Linked DNA regions of Macaca mulatta: region 1 is linked to region 2. A link is a contact called in public Hi-C data. All regions are on one chromosome and are shown on one strand. The core of a region is the stretch at or near the end of the contact, and the rest is flanking DNA. Distances in the headings are between cores, read along the strand shown. Region 1 holds the start of ALG3 (ALG3 alpha-1,3- mannosyltransferase). Region 2 holds the start of ABCF3 (ATP binding cassette subfamily F member 3).

Region 1 (3,849 bases), core at 188-2,687, 61 kb after region 2:
ATTGTCCAGACCGGAGTTAGAAATGCATCTCTTATTCACCACTGTACCTCTCTCTGGTAATATAGTAAGCACTAAATAAATATTTAGTGCATATAATAAGCACTAAATAAATATTTGTTGAATTAAGAGTCTTTAGCAAGAAAGTCAAGTGCCTTAAGCCTAGAGTATAGTTTCAGCCTGGAAAAGAGTAGCCAATAGTGCCTAATGGACTCAAGTGGTCACAAAATGCCATCATTGAGAAGGGACGTTCAAAGATCACAGAACTGAATACATGGAAAAAGCTGAGATTCAGGAGGAGACCTGAGGTGTCCAAAGCCACAGAGAAAAGCAGCAACAGCAGCAATACAACAATTTTGGCTCAAATCTGACTTCTAAGCTAGTTCGCAGGCTGTAAGTTCAGTGCAGAAGGCCAATCTCTAGGGTATCCACCTCTGCCATGCGGGCAGATTAAGATCCGGTTTCTGTAGAGCAGGCTTGGAGCTCAGGTAAGGGATATGTATGGGTTTGCAATTGATGAGTGAGTGGATACAGAGTCTGGTTTTGAGTTCCAGGTCTGAGATCCAGTTTGGGTCGCGGGTTCAGGTCTCCCTCCCTCCCCTCCCCTCCCCTCCCCCTCGGCGCACTCACATGCCACCCTGTGAATGACCCAGAAGGTGATGCCCACCTCCGCCAGGCAGAGGCAGGCGGCCACCAGCAGCGTGTAGCGCGGCTCCCGCAGCAGCAGGCGCCGCTCTTGCCAGGCGCGCTGCAGCCATTGCTTGCAGAGTCCCGCTGCCTGGGCCGCGGAACCGGACCGTCCGCGTTTCCGCAGCCCAGCGGCCATCTTAACGGTGCACCGCTTGTGTGGGCCCACCACCCGCGGAAACCCGAACCTTCGACACTTAGGTTCCGCTTCCCGCGCCTGGCGTCCCACCAGGCTAAGCGCCGATCCGGGTAGCCAGTCTTCATTTACTCCACTAAAATGTAATTTTTCCTCTACATTTGTCTCCTCTGATGCACTCCACGCTCCATAGGAGCAGGAACAATGTCTTACTCCTCAGTTTATACCCAGCCCTAGGTACACAGGCGCTAATTTAGAACGAATGTCCAGAAAAGCAACATTCCTGCCTACCTCCGCTACAGTCCCTGAAGCCAACATTCTACTTCGCTTACGCTGGGAACATCTGTGTTCATGCTGTCTCTCCAGGAGGGCAAAGCCCCTGTTCGCGCCCCTCCTGCCTCTGCTTAGAGCCTTCCGGATGCTGAGAAAAATGAACCTTTCACTGATTTTCAGACTTCCTAATAAAAGTAATTCACATTGAAAATATGAGAGGACGCAGTGATGAGCCCACGTGAGTCTGACACCATGAATGCAGCTCTAGGAAATGAGTTGGCAATACAGCCGGAGGATTCAGGGTCTGGACGATGGTTTTCCCAGCCGGAGGATTGTTCAAAGAGCGCTTAGTAAAGGACGGAAGTTCCACGTGTTTGTGTTGAGCAACTGCAGGTGGTGGGCGGAGACACCAGGGCCCAGCCTTCTGCATCCTGCCGTCCGTATTGGCTGAAGGGCCGGCGGCTCTGGCAGTCCCCGCGGTTGAGAGCATGGCTTCTCCAGGGGCCGGTAGAGCGCCGCCGGAGTTACCGGAGCGGAACTGCGGGTACCGCGAAGTCCAGTACTGGGATCAGCGCTACCAAGGCGCAGCCGATTCTGCCCCCTACGATTGGTTCGGGGACTTCTCCTCCTTCCGTGCCCTCCTAGAGCCGGAGCTGCGGCCCGAGGACCGTATCCTTGTGTTAGGTGGGTAATCCCGGCGCGGCCCCGCCAGGTAGAGCTGGCAGGACCGGCGCCGCGCGGGCTTGGCCCGGTCCGCTTTCCTCCCGCCTGTCTACCCTCTTGGAGGACGCCTGAGTTGGGACGCGAGATCCAGCTCCTTCAGAGTCCCGGCTGTATTTAGTCAAGGCAAATAGAGTAAGAGATTGTCGGTCCCGGGGCCCTCGGGAGAAAGACACCCCCTCAGGGTTTGAACGTGGGGGGTACCCAAGAAGACCGTGTCCGGACCCTCGGGAGGCAGGCAGCCTTGGGGACCGAATTGCTCAGAGGACCTAGTTCAAGTCCTATCGCTAATTGACTTCTGTAACTTAGGACAAGTCATGAACCGGTTCTGAGCTTTAGATTCAGTTCTAGAAATGGGACTGCGAGTTCACATCGGAGGCGGCACGCGCAGGCACCTCGAGAATAATGCCCAGTGCTTTTCTTTTTACTCCTGGGCACTGGGAGCCAGAGTCATCTAGAGAGAGTCCTATCTGAAACTTGGTCCTATGCCTTAGAGAGTGAGAACAGCACCCTCTAAGGGTGGAGGGGAGATTGCCGCCCAGGGTGATGCGATTCCCCAAAGGGAAGACGTGCTGGAGGAAAGGTAGGGCTCTGGGGTGTTCGGCTGTCCTCTTGAGGTTCTCTCCTACTGTCAACCTTGGAGGCGCTAGTAAAGTTTGAATGAGCAACAGGTTTTCTTCCAATTGTCGTTTTTACTTTGCTCTTTGTAAAAGCCTTTTTGTATGTTTAAGTGACGTCTTTAATAAATAAAAGATATATGTAATATAGTACATATGTAAGGTATAAATAACAAATCTAATGTGTGTGTCTATTCCACTCAGTTTGAGAAATAGAACATTACTAGGGATAGAAAAAAAGTATAATTTAGTGGTTAAGAACTAGACTGGGCGCGGTGGCTCACGCCAGTAATCCCAACACTTTGGGAGGCCAAGGCGGGCGGATCACCTGAGGTCGGGAGTTCGAGATCAGTCTGACCAACATAGAGAAATGCCATCTCTACTAAAAATACAACAGATTAGTCGGGTGTGGTGGCACATGCCTGTAATCCCAGCTACTTGGGAGGCTAAGGCAGGAGAATCACTTGAACCCGGGAGGTGGAGGTTGTGGTGAACCAAGATCGTGCCATTGCACTCCAGCCTGGGCAAGAAGAGCAAAACTCCATCTCAAAAACAAAACAAAATAAAACAAAAAGAACCTGGACTGTGGGCTGGGCTCACGGTTCACGCTCGTAATCCCAGCACTTTGGGAGGCCAAGGTGGAAGGATCACTTGAGTGCAGGAGCTCAAGACCAGCCTGGGCAACATAGTGAGATCCCATCTCTACAAAAAATTTAGGTCAGAGTGGTGGCTTATGCTTGTAATCACAACACTTTGGGAGACCAAGGCGGGTGGATCATTTGAGGTCAGGAGTTCAAGATCAGCCTGGCCAACATGGTGAAACCCTGTCTCTACTAAAAATACAAAAATCAGCCAGGTGTGGTGGCACGTGCCTCTAATCCCAGGTACTTGGAAGGCTGAGGCAGGAGAATTGCTTGAGCCCAGGAGGTGAAGGTTGCGGTGAGCCAAGATTGCACCACTCCACTCCAGCCTGGGCAACAGAGTGAGACCCTGACTCAAAAAAAAAAAAAAAATTAAAAATTAGCTGGGTATGGTGGCCTGTGCCCATAGTCCCAGCTACTCAAGAGGCTGAGGCAGGAGGATCATTTGAGCCAGGAGATCCAGGCTGCAGTGAACTGTGATGGCTCCACTGGGCTTCAGCCTAGGTGACAGAATGAGACCCTGTCTCAAAACAAAGCAAAACAAAAAACAAACAAAAAACCATCTTGGACTCTAGAGGCAGTGAATGATGTTGGAATCTTGGCTCAGCTTTTACTGGCTGTGTAATCCTGGACAAAATACTTGAATTTCTGTGCTTCCATTTTCTCAACCTTAAAAACATAAGCATATTTATTAATTGGGCTTTAAGATGATTAAATGAGCATGAAGTATACCTAAAACAATGCCTGGCAAAATGAAAAGTATATTCAAGGTTCTCTG
Region 2 (3,502 bases), core at 687-3,186:
AAGAAAGCCTCAAGGGCAAGCAGCCTCAGCAGGCCCCAGTACCCTGGGGGTAGATCTTTCCCTAGCTCTTTTTTATTCCCCCTGGTCCTCGGACTCCTAGGCTCAAGAGATCTTTAGCCTAGGATCCAGAGGCTGCCTCAGCCTCTGGAGTAGCTGGGATTACAAGCACGCGCCACCACAGCACCCAGCTCTTTCTCTAATTCTTAGGCAGATGTTTTCTAATTAGATTAGGTATAGATTAAGTGAAGTTTACGTTTGGTCTTATAGCCATCCTAAGAAATTGACCTTTTAATTCCATCATTTACCCATGCTTCCCAAATCTTGCTGAGTGGGTGGTAGGAGGAAAGATTTGCAAGCAGAATAATACAATGGACTGGGTGCGGTGGCTCACACTGTAACCCCAGCGCTTTGGTAGCCGAGGTGGGTGGATCACCTGAGGTCAGGAATTCAAGACCAGCCTGACCAACATGGAGAAACCCTGTCTGTACTAAAATTACAAAATGAGTTGGGCATGGTGGTGCATGTCTGTAATCCCAGCTGTTCGGGAGGCTGAGGCAGGAGAATGGCTTGAACCCAGGAGGTGGAGGTTGCAGTGAGCCAAGATCGCGCCATTGCATTCCAGCCTGGGCAACAAGAGTGAAACTCTGTCTCAAATAAAAAAAAAAAAATATATATATATATATATATAAATGCATCTCCATGTCTCATCACCGAACTTCAACTATGATCAATGTGTGACCTGTTCCTTAATATCACATCCAATCTGTGTTCACTAACCAGGTGTCTTACCAAATTTTTCCAGACAAGGTTCATTGTGGTTGGCTAATGCTTCTCAAATTTTAAAAATCGATGTTTCCCTTCAGGTCTTGCAATTTTGTCGAAGAAACCAGAGTTCTGTAGTTTGCCTGTTGTCCCCAAGAAGTCACTTAACATATTCCTCTTTACCTGTATTTCCTGTAAAATGATTCAGTATCCGGATTGACTCCTCATGATGGCAGTGTTTAATCCAAAGGGGTGAATGGGTAATATAGTTTTCGGTGCCACTTTTAGAGAACCATCGGAGGAATATTTACGATTTAAATGTAAAGCAGTAGCGTCATTTTGGAGGAAATTCCTAACTTCCTGAGGGAATCGGTGAAAGGAAATAGCCTTTTACTGGCATTTACTGAGTGCGGAGAAGTCTGCTTTGGGTGTATGTAGGGAATAATTTATACAGGCCACATTGTCCTGGTTTTCTTGCCCTTTGGCGGTGGATTTGGTCGTGCCCTGGAGTGGTGGAAGAACTGAATTGGCTTAATTCACAAAGGTCGGCTGAATTATACAGTGTGAAGAGGCAAGTCGCGGCGGGGAGGCGGGTGGCGCTGGCAACCAGGCTGACGAGCCGTAGGGTCTGAGGACCCGCGAAAGCAAAGCACTGAGCAGGGGGCTTCTGAGAGGGACCGGGGTGAGTCAGCAAAGCTCTGGGCGGGCTCCAAAATGGACCTGGCTGGGTGCGCAGCAGCAGCAGCAGCAGCAGCAGCAGACGCGCCTCGAGGGAGCGCATAAAACCTGGCAAAGCCAAAATACTTTATCAGCCGCTTGCCTCTTGGGAGGCTCCCATCCGCCAGACCACCGGTGCCTCGCGGCCCTGATAAAACTTGAGCTCCACCCCACCGCTCGCTCCGGGAACTCCACCTCCCAGAAGGCAGCAAGAACCGCACAGGGGGGTAATCTTTCAGCGGAAAAGGTGTCGCGCACGCGCAGAGAGAGCTGCTCCGGCGCAGACTCGGCGCCTCTCCTCAAGGCCCCGCTCGCCCCGCCCACCGGGCTTCGCGCACTCCGCTCCTTTCTTGCGTCGCCGCTACGCATGCGCCTTGCAAGGAAGGGCGAGTTTCGGGGGCAGGGCGGGGGGCGGGCCTAGGCCGGGGTCTCACAGCGACTGCGCGGACGGGCTCCTGACTGGAACATGGCGACTTGCGCCGAAATCCTGCGGAGCGAGTTCCCCGAAATTGACGGACAAGTCTTCGACTACGTGACGGGTAAGCGGAACTGAATCGGCCGGCTGGGGAGACCGAAGTGGAGGCTGGGGGAAAGTCTAAACGAGCGTCGTGCCTGGGACTGTTGCCAGGCCTCTCCTCTGCATGACCTCTTGTCCCGGGGGCCGGTTGGGTCTGGAGCCTGGACTGGGGCCTCTGTCTGGGGACTGAAGCTGCTTGTGTGTTCACCCTACCCGATACCTTCCTCGTTCTACCACGCCCTGCCCAGGCGTCTTGCACAGCGGCAGCGCGGACTTCGAGTCCGTGGATGACCTGGTGGAAGCTGTGGGGGAACTATTGCAAGAGGTGTCCGGGGACAGCAAGGATGACGCGGGCATCAGGGCCGTGTGCCAGCGCATGTACAACACTCTGCGCCTGTATGTGCCAGGGAGTAGGGGTTGATGGGGGCGAAAGGGCGGCGAACGGTCCGGAGACAAGAGGTGGGGGAAGAAGATCTGATGGCCATAGAGCTTTTCCTTCAACTCCTAACTGCGCTTTCTATCCCTACCCACATAGGGCTGAGCCACAGAGCCAGGGAAATAGCCAGGTGCTACTGGACGCTCCCATCCAGTTGTCAAAGATAACAGAGAACTACGGTGAGAGTCAGGGGAGGTTGAACTAACTGCCCTCCTGTCCTTTTCTGCGCCCCCAACCATCTGCTCCCTGCAGCTTAGGGCTCCTACGTCTTTTCCACAGGACAGGGTTGTAAGAGCTAGTTGATGTCTTCACAGAGGGCAAAAGAGCCCATGATGGGGATGGGGAGGAGGTTGGAGGATTCTCCCAGCTCTTGGGTATGGTAGGAAGCATAAGAACCTGGAGCTGGACAGACTTGCTTTCACCCCCAATTTTGCAACTTACCAGCTGCATGATCTTGTAAGAGTTGGTTATCTGTCCCCAGCCTCGTCTATGCCTCTTTATCCTTTTATGTGAGTTTTTTGTTTGTGTGTTTGTTTTTGTTTTGTTTTGTTTTAGTGCAGGGAAGATAATAGCCATCTATCTGCAGGATTATAAGGCTTTATAGAAAACGTCTGTGTCTGTGCTTGGTTCATATTAGTCACTCAAAGTGTTAGTTTCCCTTCCCTCAGGGAGAAGGTGACTGCTTTTCTTATCGCTTACAGACTGTGGAACCAAACTTCCAGGACTGCTAAAGAGGGAACAGTCCTCGGTGAGGAGGAGGAAGCAAGGGAGGGGACTGTGTCTGTGATGGGGTTGGGAGTTGACTGTCTAATTGGAGTATCTTTTTGGGGGATTTCTGACTATGTCTTTCCCTGAGCCTTTGAGTCTGTTCATCATGGGTAAGTTAAGAGGGTTTACTCGAGATGTTCTCTCTTGGGGTTCCTTTCTGAGCCTACACCCTAGAGTGAAGTAGATGTGTTTGGACCCTTAGACAGTGAATGCAAAGAAGTTGGAGAAGGCCGAGGCTCGACTTAAGGCAAAGCAGGAGAAGCGCTCAGAGAAGGACACGCTCAAGACCAGCAACCCTCTGT

Evidence for each region. A called contact is a pair of places that touch in the nucleus more often than the background predicts.
Region 1: a Hi-C map of cortical neurons shows a contact between it and region 2, with 2.9 times the contacts expected there. The contact joins the promoter of ALG3 here to the promoter of ABCF3 in region 2. A contact is called at or near these places in 4 of 14 Hi-C or Micro-C datasets (cortical neurons, fetal cortex germinal zone, fetal cortical plate and 1 more).

The regions. Positions count from the first base shown.
Region 1 is chr2:96,381,944-96,385,792 of T2T-MMU8v2.0, forward strand. It overlaps ALG3 (ALG3 alpha-1,3- mannosyltransferase), which reads right to left and starts at 1,438. Exons shown (of 9, transcript XM_077991882.1): 1 at 1,112-1,438. It overlaps EEF1AKMT4 (EEF1A lysine methyltransferase 4), which reads left to right and starts at 1,453. Exons shown (of 3, transcript XM_015131481.3): 1 at 1,453-1,777. The coding sequence starts at 1,582.
Region 2 is chr2:96,320,043-96,323,544 of T2T-MMU8v2.0, forward strand. ABCF3 (ATP binding cassette subfamily F member 3) reads left to right here and starts at 1,937. Exons shown (of 22, transcript XM_077991879.1): 1 at 1,937-2,018; 2 at 2,245-2,392; 3 at 2,532-2,611; 4 at 3,134-3,180; 5 at 3,403-3,500.